Regions from separate parts of the Neogale vison genome. Here all the other regions are linked to region 1. A link is a contact called in public Hi-C data. All regions are on one chromosome and are shown on one strand. The core of a region is the stretch at or near the end of the contact, and the rest is flanking DNA. Distances in the headings are between cores, read along the strand shown.

Region 1 (2,901 bases), core at 183-2,682:
TTGCTTCAATCCCCCACATATCTGTCCGCCTTGACATCTCACCCAATCCTTTTTCTCTCTTTGGACAGCTCTTACCCTGTTCTTCACCTAACAGTTACTCTTTCAGGTCTTTCCCCCTCCCCCCTTTTTAAAAGATTTTATTTAATTATTTGACAGAGAGAGAGAGAGAACAAAGCAGGAGGAGCAGCAGAGGAAAAAAAGCAGGCTCCCCACTGGGGAGCCTGATATGGGGCTCCATCCCAGGACCCTGGCTGGGATCGTGACCTGAGCCAAAGGCAGATGCTTAACTGACTGAGCCAACCAGTCACCCCATTCTTTCAGGTCTTGACTTAAATGTCCAAATCAGCCCCCCTCCGCTAGTCGCACAATCTTATGTAATTCTTCATTTTTTCCCTCTTATACTAATTGTAATTTTTTTTAAAGATTTTATTTATTTATTTGTCAGAGAGAGTGAGCACAGGCAGACAAGAGTGGCAGGCAGAGGCAGAGGGAGAAGCAGGCTCCCTGCAAAGCAAAGAGCCCGATGCGGTACTCGATCCCAGGACGCTGGGATCATGACCTGAGCCGAAGGCAGTTGCTTAACCAACTGAGCCACCCAGGCGTCCCTACTAATTGTTAGTTTCACATTTATTTATGTTTCTTTGATCAGTACCCGCTTACCTGACTTGACTACAAAACTCTATGAGCAAAGACCGAGTCTCTTTTGTTGACTACTGAGTTCCCAGTGCTGAGCACAGTGCCAGGTAAGTTGTATATAACAAGCACTGTTAAGTTAATTAACCGGATGAAATATAGTAAGAGGTTTCTTTCTTTAGAATGGGAGAAATCCAGTGCTCGCTTCCGCAGAACGTATACTAAAATGGGAGAAATCCAAACGATACTAACTAATGATGAAAAAGACTCAGTGGAGAAAGGTTGAAGATGAACTAGAAACAGTAAATAAAGAAAGGGCTGAGACTCCTTGATGGGAACCAGAGCCCAGGAGACAGAACCGGCCTCTAGTAACGGCTCACGGTATCAGGATTCAAGTGCAATCACCCTGGAGGTCAACTGTACCTCCTGTCCGGATTATTGCAAAGGCTTCCCTGCCAGTCGGTGGCTCTAACCCCTCTGGCAGCCTCGTCTCGAGTCCCCCTACCAGCCTTTTCACTTCTGGAAGTGAGGTCTCCATTCTGCTTGTGAATTTACCTACTACCATTAGATCCTTTCTCCCTACACTGCCCTGTCTGAGCCTAACTCCTGGGCGCGCTTCAGGCTGGCCTGGGCAGCCTCCCAGCCTCCCAGCCGCTGGGGACTGCCATCCCCACCCCGGGGCCGCGTGGATGAAGACCGCATAAAGCCGCCGCTGGCGTTCCCGCCCGGAGAACGCAGAGAACGCCATTACCTCCCGTTCAGTCTCCCGCGCCCGGCTTACGACGCGCTCCGGGGGCGTGGCTCCGACCGCATGGCGCCAGCCAATAGGTCCCCGCGCGCGCCGGGCCGCCCCCATCCCTGCCAGACCCGGGAGGTGTGAACGGAAGTCCGACCCGTGGGCGACTCGGAGGGCGAGGCCCCGCCCCGTCCCCCACCGCCGGAGCCGCGCGGAGAGCAGGCAGGCGGAAGCTCCGCGTATCCACCAACTACTCAAGCGAGGGCGCGCGGTGTCATGGCTGCCGACAGTGGCGATGGCGCAGCCTCAGCCCCAGCGGCCCCTGACGGTGAGTGGCTTCCGGGGACTTCCCGCTTTAAAACCCTGTGCGCACCGGAGAGGGGAAGGCCTCGGGCTCTCGGCTGTAGAAACTAACGTTCAGAGGACCAGCTCTTTCCTTCTGAGCCAGCCACGAGGAGACTACAAATCCCGGCGGGCAGCGCGGCTCGGGCTGCGAGAGCCTGGCGCGTTGAGAGCAGTCGGGGCGGGTAGGGGCGTGTCGGGAGGTGTAGTCTAGAGTCCTGGTTCTGTTGCGTGGTGCGGGTCCGAAGGAAGTGGAATGTATTGGGAGCTTGGCTTTGAGAAATTATTTATGAGGCTCTGAAGGGTACTAGTTACCGTTGCTTGTGACTCCTGGGGCCCCGTGGGAACAGTTCTATGGAGCTTTGGGAGGCATTAAAGGAGTCGCATTCCTCAAGCCCTGAGAAGGATTTCCTGCGGGATGTGGGAAGAAGGAACCTCACAGATCGTTATCCAGCGTTCCACTTCTAAAGATTGTGGTGCTGTGGGGAGAAGCAGTTTTCCCAAAGTCTGACGTAAACCACTGAAGACGCCGGCCTTTTCCCCCCAAATTCAGAGCACTGCCTACCCCTAGGCCTGTGTGTAGAGCACATGTGATACAAAGGCTTGGAGGACAGAGGTGCGATTTCTTGCCATAATGGAAACTGCCCTCCAACATTCCACCCAGAGCCATGGCCTACACCTTGGTACCTGTTGCTCCGGGCCCCTGCCCCAGCATTACCATCCACGCACTCTCCTTAGCCTCAGGCGGTGTCAGCAAAAGCACAAAATCTGAGGAGAAGCTAGCAGTCCAGGTGCCCGTGGTGGATGTGCAGAGTGACAACTTCAAGGAGATGTGGCCATCCCTCCTGCTGGCCATAAAGACCGCAAGCTTCGTGGCTGTGGACACGGTAAGGGCAGGGGAATGGGGAGGGCAGGTAGCTGTGCAAGGGCTGGTGCTGAGAACCTGACACAAGACTCTCCCTTTACACACTCCCAGGAACTGAGTGGGCTTGGGGACAGGAAGAGTTTGCTGAACCAGTAAGTATAAGCCCTGATCTTAGTGCCAGCCTTGGCAGGAGGGGCAGACTTCATCCCTGGAGTAGAAGTCACAGTCCTGGGTGGTTTGAGGGCTAACTTCCAGCCACAGCCACCCCCTAAACCCAACCCCAAGGTGCATCGAGGAACGTTACAAGTCCGTGTGCCATGCAGCC
Region 2 (2,967 bases), core at 30-2,529, 220 kb after region 1:
CCCCACTGAGCAGAGAGCCCGATGTGGGGCTCAATCCCAGGACTCTGAGATCATGACCCAAGCCGAAGGCAGAGGCTTTAACCCACTGAGCCACACAGGTGCCCCTGGCATGTGTCTCTTGAAGGCAACTCTTTGCTAGGCTAAGATCAGTTTGAGGGATATAAAATTCTGATCACATAAGCTGGAATCTAAGTCTTTATGAGGACAGATGGCGTCAAAATTTGGACATTTGGTCTATCAGGACATCACCTGTATTGAGGCAACAGTGGGGGAATAATCCAGGGGGCAATGAAAAATGGGAAAGAATAGAATGGCAGGGAAAATTAAGTGTGGGGAGTGAAAGGCAAGAGCTACTCAGAGTGGAAAACACATATAATGCAAGACACCTCTCAGTCCAAACAGCACAGGGTATTTCAAACATAAAATCTGTAACTTAATAGCTGTGTGACTTTGGGCAAGCTGTTTTACCTGGCTGAGTCTATCTAACCTGTAAAATGCAACAGGAATATCTCCCTCACAGGCGGCTTCCAGTGTGCCGGTAACGTATGTTATCTTCACCTGGATAACAGTTACATTGGGGGAAAAAAAAAACCACAAAAACGCAGAGCTGTACGTTTAATATTTGTGCATTTTTCTCTATTTATGCTCTAAAAGGCTTACAAACAATTTAAAAAGAACATTGCCTTTACAATGGGTTTGTTGTACAAAGGGCTGTTGTGAAGATTCAATAAAAACATGTTTATAAAGTCTAGCACAGTACTGACACATTAATGCGCAGCCAGGGTCCACAGTCCAGACACAGGGACCACGACCTTCCTGCCTCTTGGAGCCCAGGGGCCCGAGGTCTTCCTTGGTACAACTTTTACGCTGCGGCTAGTCTCCCAGCCTGCTTGCTTGACTAAATAACGGGGCCAGTTCAGGTATACGCTGGAAACCCGGCCAACCCAACTCTGTGGGAGAGGAGAGCAAGCTGGTTCCGCGAATCCGCAAACAGAGGAGACACCCGCTGCACCTGCAACGTGTCACCCCGGAGCCTCCCCCGCCGCTGGGGGAAGGATCCCCAGCAGCCTAGAGCGACGTTGCCACGGCGCGCGGTGCACTGTGGGCCAGCAAAGGTACCGCCTCCCCAGCCGCTGAAGCTCCCCACGTGGCCGGCAGCTGACGCTTCACCCGGCGCCGAGTCCTCCAAACCTGCGCAGTGAAGTGTGTCTAAACAGCCAATCCGACTACTAGCAGCCGGAGGAGGAGATGGTGCAGGCTCGCAGCTCTGGCTTCCGCCCTCCCGCTTTTCACGGGGGTCAGGGGTGGGGTCCACCGCTGCGCGTGATGCTGAAAGCCCGGCCCTCTCCCCTCCACCGGGTGGAGCTTCCTCTCTACCGCCAGGCTCAAGCCGGGTCCCTGCCTTCACCATTAGGCCAATTTTCCTTGCAGCACACCGGTTCCAGAAGCTGAGACCTCTTGGGTTGTTGGCAGGACGCAGAACGGAGCAGAGATCACACCGTTTTGTTCACGCTCTGTGCTCCAGCCGAGGTGAGTTTCTCCTGCTGCAGCCCCCAACTCCTCTTCCCTGCCCCGGAATAGACCAGAGAGCGGGGTCTCTGGAGAAAGTCTGACTCGGTTTCGGATGTGAACTCTGTGTGATCTTGGAAAATTCCTCAGTTTCTCTGGATCTCAGTTTTCAGACCGATGAAGTGAGTTTCTACGTCGGAACTGTAGTGAGGATTAAGTAAAATAAAGTTTTTAAAGCGCTCGGCAAGTTTAGTTGGCCTCTTCTTTTTGTTTGCTTACCACCATGATTTTTCAGGAACTCTGGCCTTTCTGTGGGAGGGTAGACTTAGCTTACTTAGGCACCTTCCTTGGGTTTGGGGAAGTTAGGGCATAGTTTTTCTGTTGCCTCAGACCTCTGTTACAGGGAGACCGGATGGAATCTGAACTGTCATCAGATGGAATTACTATTAACTAACTCTTCCCTTCAGCTTACCTATACTCAGACTGCAAGACCCTCTAAAAGAGTCTCGATGTTTCTGATCAAGCCTGTTACCTTCCCCAAGATCTCAGTTTTCTTATTTGTACAGGAGCAATCCCAGTATCATCCTGTATGAAGCAACTGGTTTTTGTTTTGTTTTTCTGAAAATGGTAAAGTGCTTTGATATTTTCTGGAGATGATTCTTTCTAGGTTACCCAAGAAGGAAAGAAAGAAGGTGATGAAGGCAGGACTTCTTCAAATGTATCCCCCTACCTAAGCTGTCACGCTCTCTCCGCTTTGCCATTGTGTGTGTGTTTAGTGTGTTTGTGTGTGTGTGTGTGTGGGTGGGCTCACGTGTGAGTTTTTTTTTTTTTTAAAGATTTTATTTATTTATTTGAGAGAGAGAGAGACAGTGAGAGAGAGCACGAGCAAGGAGAAGGTCAGAGAGCGAAGCAGACTCCCCATGGAGCTGGGAGCCTGATGCGGGACTCGATCCCGGGACTCCAGGATCACGCCCCGAGCCGAAGGCAGTCGTCCAACCAACTGAGCCACCCAGGCGTCCCTCACGTGTGAGTTTCTATGTGTATCCATGGGGCAGGCACTCCAGGAGTGAGGGGCTCAAAAAGATGATATGCTCTGACCTGAAGGAGTACCCTGGTTTGTGAGGGAAAGCAGTATAAACCAACAACGGCATCTCTAGCGCACAGCTATGGGTGCATGAGAGCAGCAAGTGTCCGCTGAAGGGTGAGCTGCCCCTAGCCAGGCCAGGCTGGGACTTTGGGAAGCAAAGTGCTCTGGGACTCAAGTAAGTGGTGGCTGGTTCTGCAAAGTCTGAAATCTGGAGTTCGCAATGAAGAGGTGGAAAAATGAGGAAGGTGGGAGCCAGGTTAAGACAGGTATTACTAAGGAATGTAGACTTGATCCTGAAGGTTGGCAAGGACTGTTGGAAGAGTTTGAGCCTTGGGGTCACATGGTCAGTTAGTGAATGGATTGTGGGGAGA
Region 3 (3,149 bases), core at 442-2,941, 250 kb after region 1:
AGTGCATGTGTTTTGTCCTTGAAGCCTAGTGCAAAGCCTTTCATATCATAGTTGCTCTGTGAATATTAGTTTAACATATGAGTGGATCACACAAGGCACTAGACTGGATTTCTCTGGCCCTCGCTCTGCCTGCAAGGACTCTGAAGAGATCTCCCCCTCCCCACAACCCTCCAGTCAATCCCTCCAGTCACCGTGTTCTCAGACAGTTATAGCCATTTAATGACTGCTTCACTTGAGCAAGGTACAGTGCTGATTGTTGAAACAAGCATTTCCTCTAACTCTCACAATATCCTTGATGGGTGAATACTAATATTGTCCTCATTTTACATCAATTTTTTAAAAAAAATTTTTATTTATTTATTTGACAGAGAGAGATCACAAGTAGGCAGAGAGTTGGGGAAGCAGGCTTCCTATTGAGCAGAGAGCCGGATGTGGGGCTGGATCCCAGGAGCCTAGGATCATGATCTGAGCCGAAGGCAGAGCCACCCAGGCGCCCCAATTTTAAAAGATTACATGATTTGGCTGAGGTCACCCAGCTAATAATGGGAACCCCAGGTCTGTTTGCTACCAGAGAATTGGTATTTCCAAGTCCAGCTCTATGCCCCCCAGATTTCAAGTTGTCTGACACTTTACATACTGGAGGTAGATTTCTTTGTAGGGAAGTCTTTCCCAGGGTATCAAACCTGGACAGAAATAAAATCCCCGTTGATCACTGTAGGGAAGGCCAGGCTGGAAGGTGATGGATGATACTCCAGGTGTGAGAAAGTGCAGCCACTCCAGCCAGTCATCCTCCACTCTGCCAGTTGCAGGAAATGAGGCACTCTGCTTTCCATAGCCGACTTGTCTTCCAACTTTCTGAACAAGTTACACCTTCCTGAATCTTGGTTTCTATTTCTACCAAATGGGGCTGATAATCCAGATCTCACAAATAGCGTTGATAATATTAAATAAAACCGCCAACAGTTTTAAAGTGTCTAAGCACGGTACTCCGGCACACAGGGGAAAACGACAAACGGTAGCTCTGAATGGAGGAAAAGAGCTGGGAGCACTAAACCAGCGGGATCTGGAGTCTGGGTAGGGCCTAAGAGGATGGCGTCAGCGGATTGGGCCAGCCGAAGGGGGCGGGCCCAGAGGGGAGGAGCCAGCGTCCCGCCGCACTACTGACTTTGAATCAAGCGCCGTAAGTTTCGGCGGTAGCCAATCCTAGGATAGCATTTTCTTGCGTCAACTGTTGCTGAGGCTCAGAGCCACAAGTCTCTCACCGAAATCAGTTCTAGCCGTTGCTGCTGTACCCGTGCTCGGTTCTTACGTGTCTATCCGTTAGGACTGAGAGGACGGGTAGAAAGTTTTGGTCATCTCCCTGAAAATCAGGGCAGGAAAGAGATCCTCGGCTACACGGTCCAAACATGCAGAGCAGCACCAGCTTCCCCTTATGTGCAAGCCGCTGGCCGACGCCCAGTCAGGAGTTGTAGTACCAAGATTCCAGTTCTTATGCAACTTTTAGAGAAGCAGGAAGTTGCTTTTTGGGGGGAAAGCGGGTCAGGGAGGGAAGGTACCCCGCAGATAGAGACGGCGAGAGCGAGAGTGTCCTTGGACTGGACTGTGGAAGTCCTGGCCCTTTAAACTGATGGGGGAGGATCCGGAAGTGGATGGGCGGGGCAAAGGGCTCTGGTTTATAAAGGGGCCCAGCCGCGCGGGGTCTCCAATCTGCCATTTTCTGTCCCTGAATAGGTCTCTGGCGTCCCAAATTCCCTGTTTTCCTCACAGACTCTATTCCGCCCGTTGGTCCACCACCTCAGGGGAACGATGGCCGCAGAGTCCACAGCCACTGCCGCCATCGCTGCGGAGCTGGTTTCCGCCGACAAGTAAGCGGGACCGTGGAGAGGTTGAGGCACTGGCCAGTCCACGGGGAGGGGGTGGTGGACTGGGGCTCCCCGGGAGGGACGGACCCGTGAGAGGAAGGACTTGCTTCCCACCGAGCAGCCGTCGCAGTTCGGGGAGGCCCGGGCTGTAGAAACCCACCCTTTGCAGAGAATCTCGCGCATTAGCAGTAACACTAGTTGGCTGGCGCCCCCTGCCCCGCTTTTCGCGGCCGCCATCTTGCCGGGGGCAGCGGCGGCTGCTCCATCGTCTGCCCCTCTCCTTCCTCCCCCGGCCCGGGGCTATCGGGGAGGAGGCGGGGCCACAGGGCTCCTGTCTGTCTTCTTTATGTCTGTGCTGTCCCCGCACTCCTGGCTCGCGCATCCAGTAGTGTCCCTAAACAACCCGGGAAAATAACTAACAGATTTGGCGCCAAAAAAAAAAAAAAAAAAAAAACCACCAAAAAAACCACCCCACGGGGGGGGAAAAAACCACCCTTGCACGAGGTGGAAGGCTGGCCTGGTGGGCTCGGGAGGGGGCGGGGTCTTCAGGGGGCGGGGCCACGCGCGCTAGGGTTAGCTTTCCTCCGCTGGCTGGGGAGCAGGGGGCGGGGTCCTGAGGAGGCGGGAAAACTCCATTGTTTGGGGCTGTGCGGTTCGCCCAGATTATCCAACTTCCGCGGTGTGGCGTGGTGAAGCTTGTTTGCTACCGTCTCCTCGCCCATCTCCTGCCCCCCTCCTCTCAGCTATCATCGTTCTTAGGCCTCTGGTGGAGAGCATAGTGACTCTTTAGGCCTAGGGAGTGCTGGCGAGAAACTTGGCTGCTTCGGTGGGATGCTTTGCGTCCCACCTAGATACTAGGTGGGACGCAAAGCATCTTCACCTAGCGCTGCGTGGAACTCCTTACTTCAGTCAGTGTTTGGTTGCTGGGTGAATGGGCGGTTGTATGCACGAAATGTATTAGGTGGTCTGGGTAGAAACGATTGCCTTGAAAGCGTTACAGTGTTTGTCAGACAAGGTATTTCTTGAACAGTGAAAGGGGACACTCGGTTAATTAGAGGAAGCAAGTGCCGTTTCCATCTGGTGGGTCTAAATTCCCAATCATCCCTTGATTTTAAGAGCCTGGTTTTATTTTTTCCCTTACACACCTTAGAAGTTCGCTTCTTCCACTATAGAGAGGTTGCTGTGAGGTTTTATTAGTTTATAGACTTAGACTCTGATGGTGTTGGTACATTCCAAGTTACTAGAGATTTACTTATCTCTACGCTGCCTACCACTTGGTTCGTTTTC

What was found. Hi-C and Micro-C count contacts between places; a contact is called where the count stands out from the background.
Region 2: a Hi-C map of muscle shows a contact between it and region 1, with 4 times the contacts expected there. The contact joins the promoter of AKR1A1 here to the promoter of MUTYH in region 1. A contact is called at or near these places in 2 of 3 Hi-C or Micro-C datasets (fibroblasts and muscle).
Region 3: a contact with region 1 is called in a Hi-C map of muscle, with 5 times the contacts expected there. The contact joins the promoter of LOC122899907 here to the promoter of MUTYH in region 1. A contact is called at or near these places in 2 of 3 Hi-C or Micro-C datasets (fibroblasts and muscle).

What each region holds. Positions count from the first base shown.
Region 1 is chr2:35,691,601-35,694,501 of ASM_NN_V1, forward strand. MUTYH (adenine DNA glycosylase) reads right to left here and starts at 1,433. Exons shown (of 16, transcript XM_044238101.1): 1 at 1,385-1,433. It overlaps TOE1 (target of EGR1 protein 1), which reads left to right and starts at 1,566. Exons shown (of 8, transcript XM_044238110.1): 1 at 1,566-1,697; 2 at 2,450-2,598; 3 at 2,688-2,728; 4 at 2,862-2,901. The coding sequence starts at 1,646.
Region 2 is chr2:35,911,938-35,914,904 of ASM_NN_V1, forward strand. AKR1A1 (aldo-keto reductase family 1 member A1) reads left to right here and starts at 1,280. Exons shown (of 9, transcript XM_044238117.1): 1 at 1,280-1,530.
Region 3 is chr2:35,937,183-35,940,331 of ASM_NN_V1, forward strand. LOC122899907 (nuclear autoantigenic sperm protein) reads left to right here and starts at 1,692. Exons shown (of 15, transcript XM_044238118.1): 1 at 1,692-1,865. The coding sequence starts at 1,807.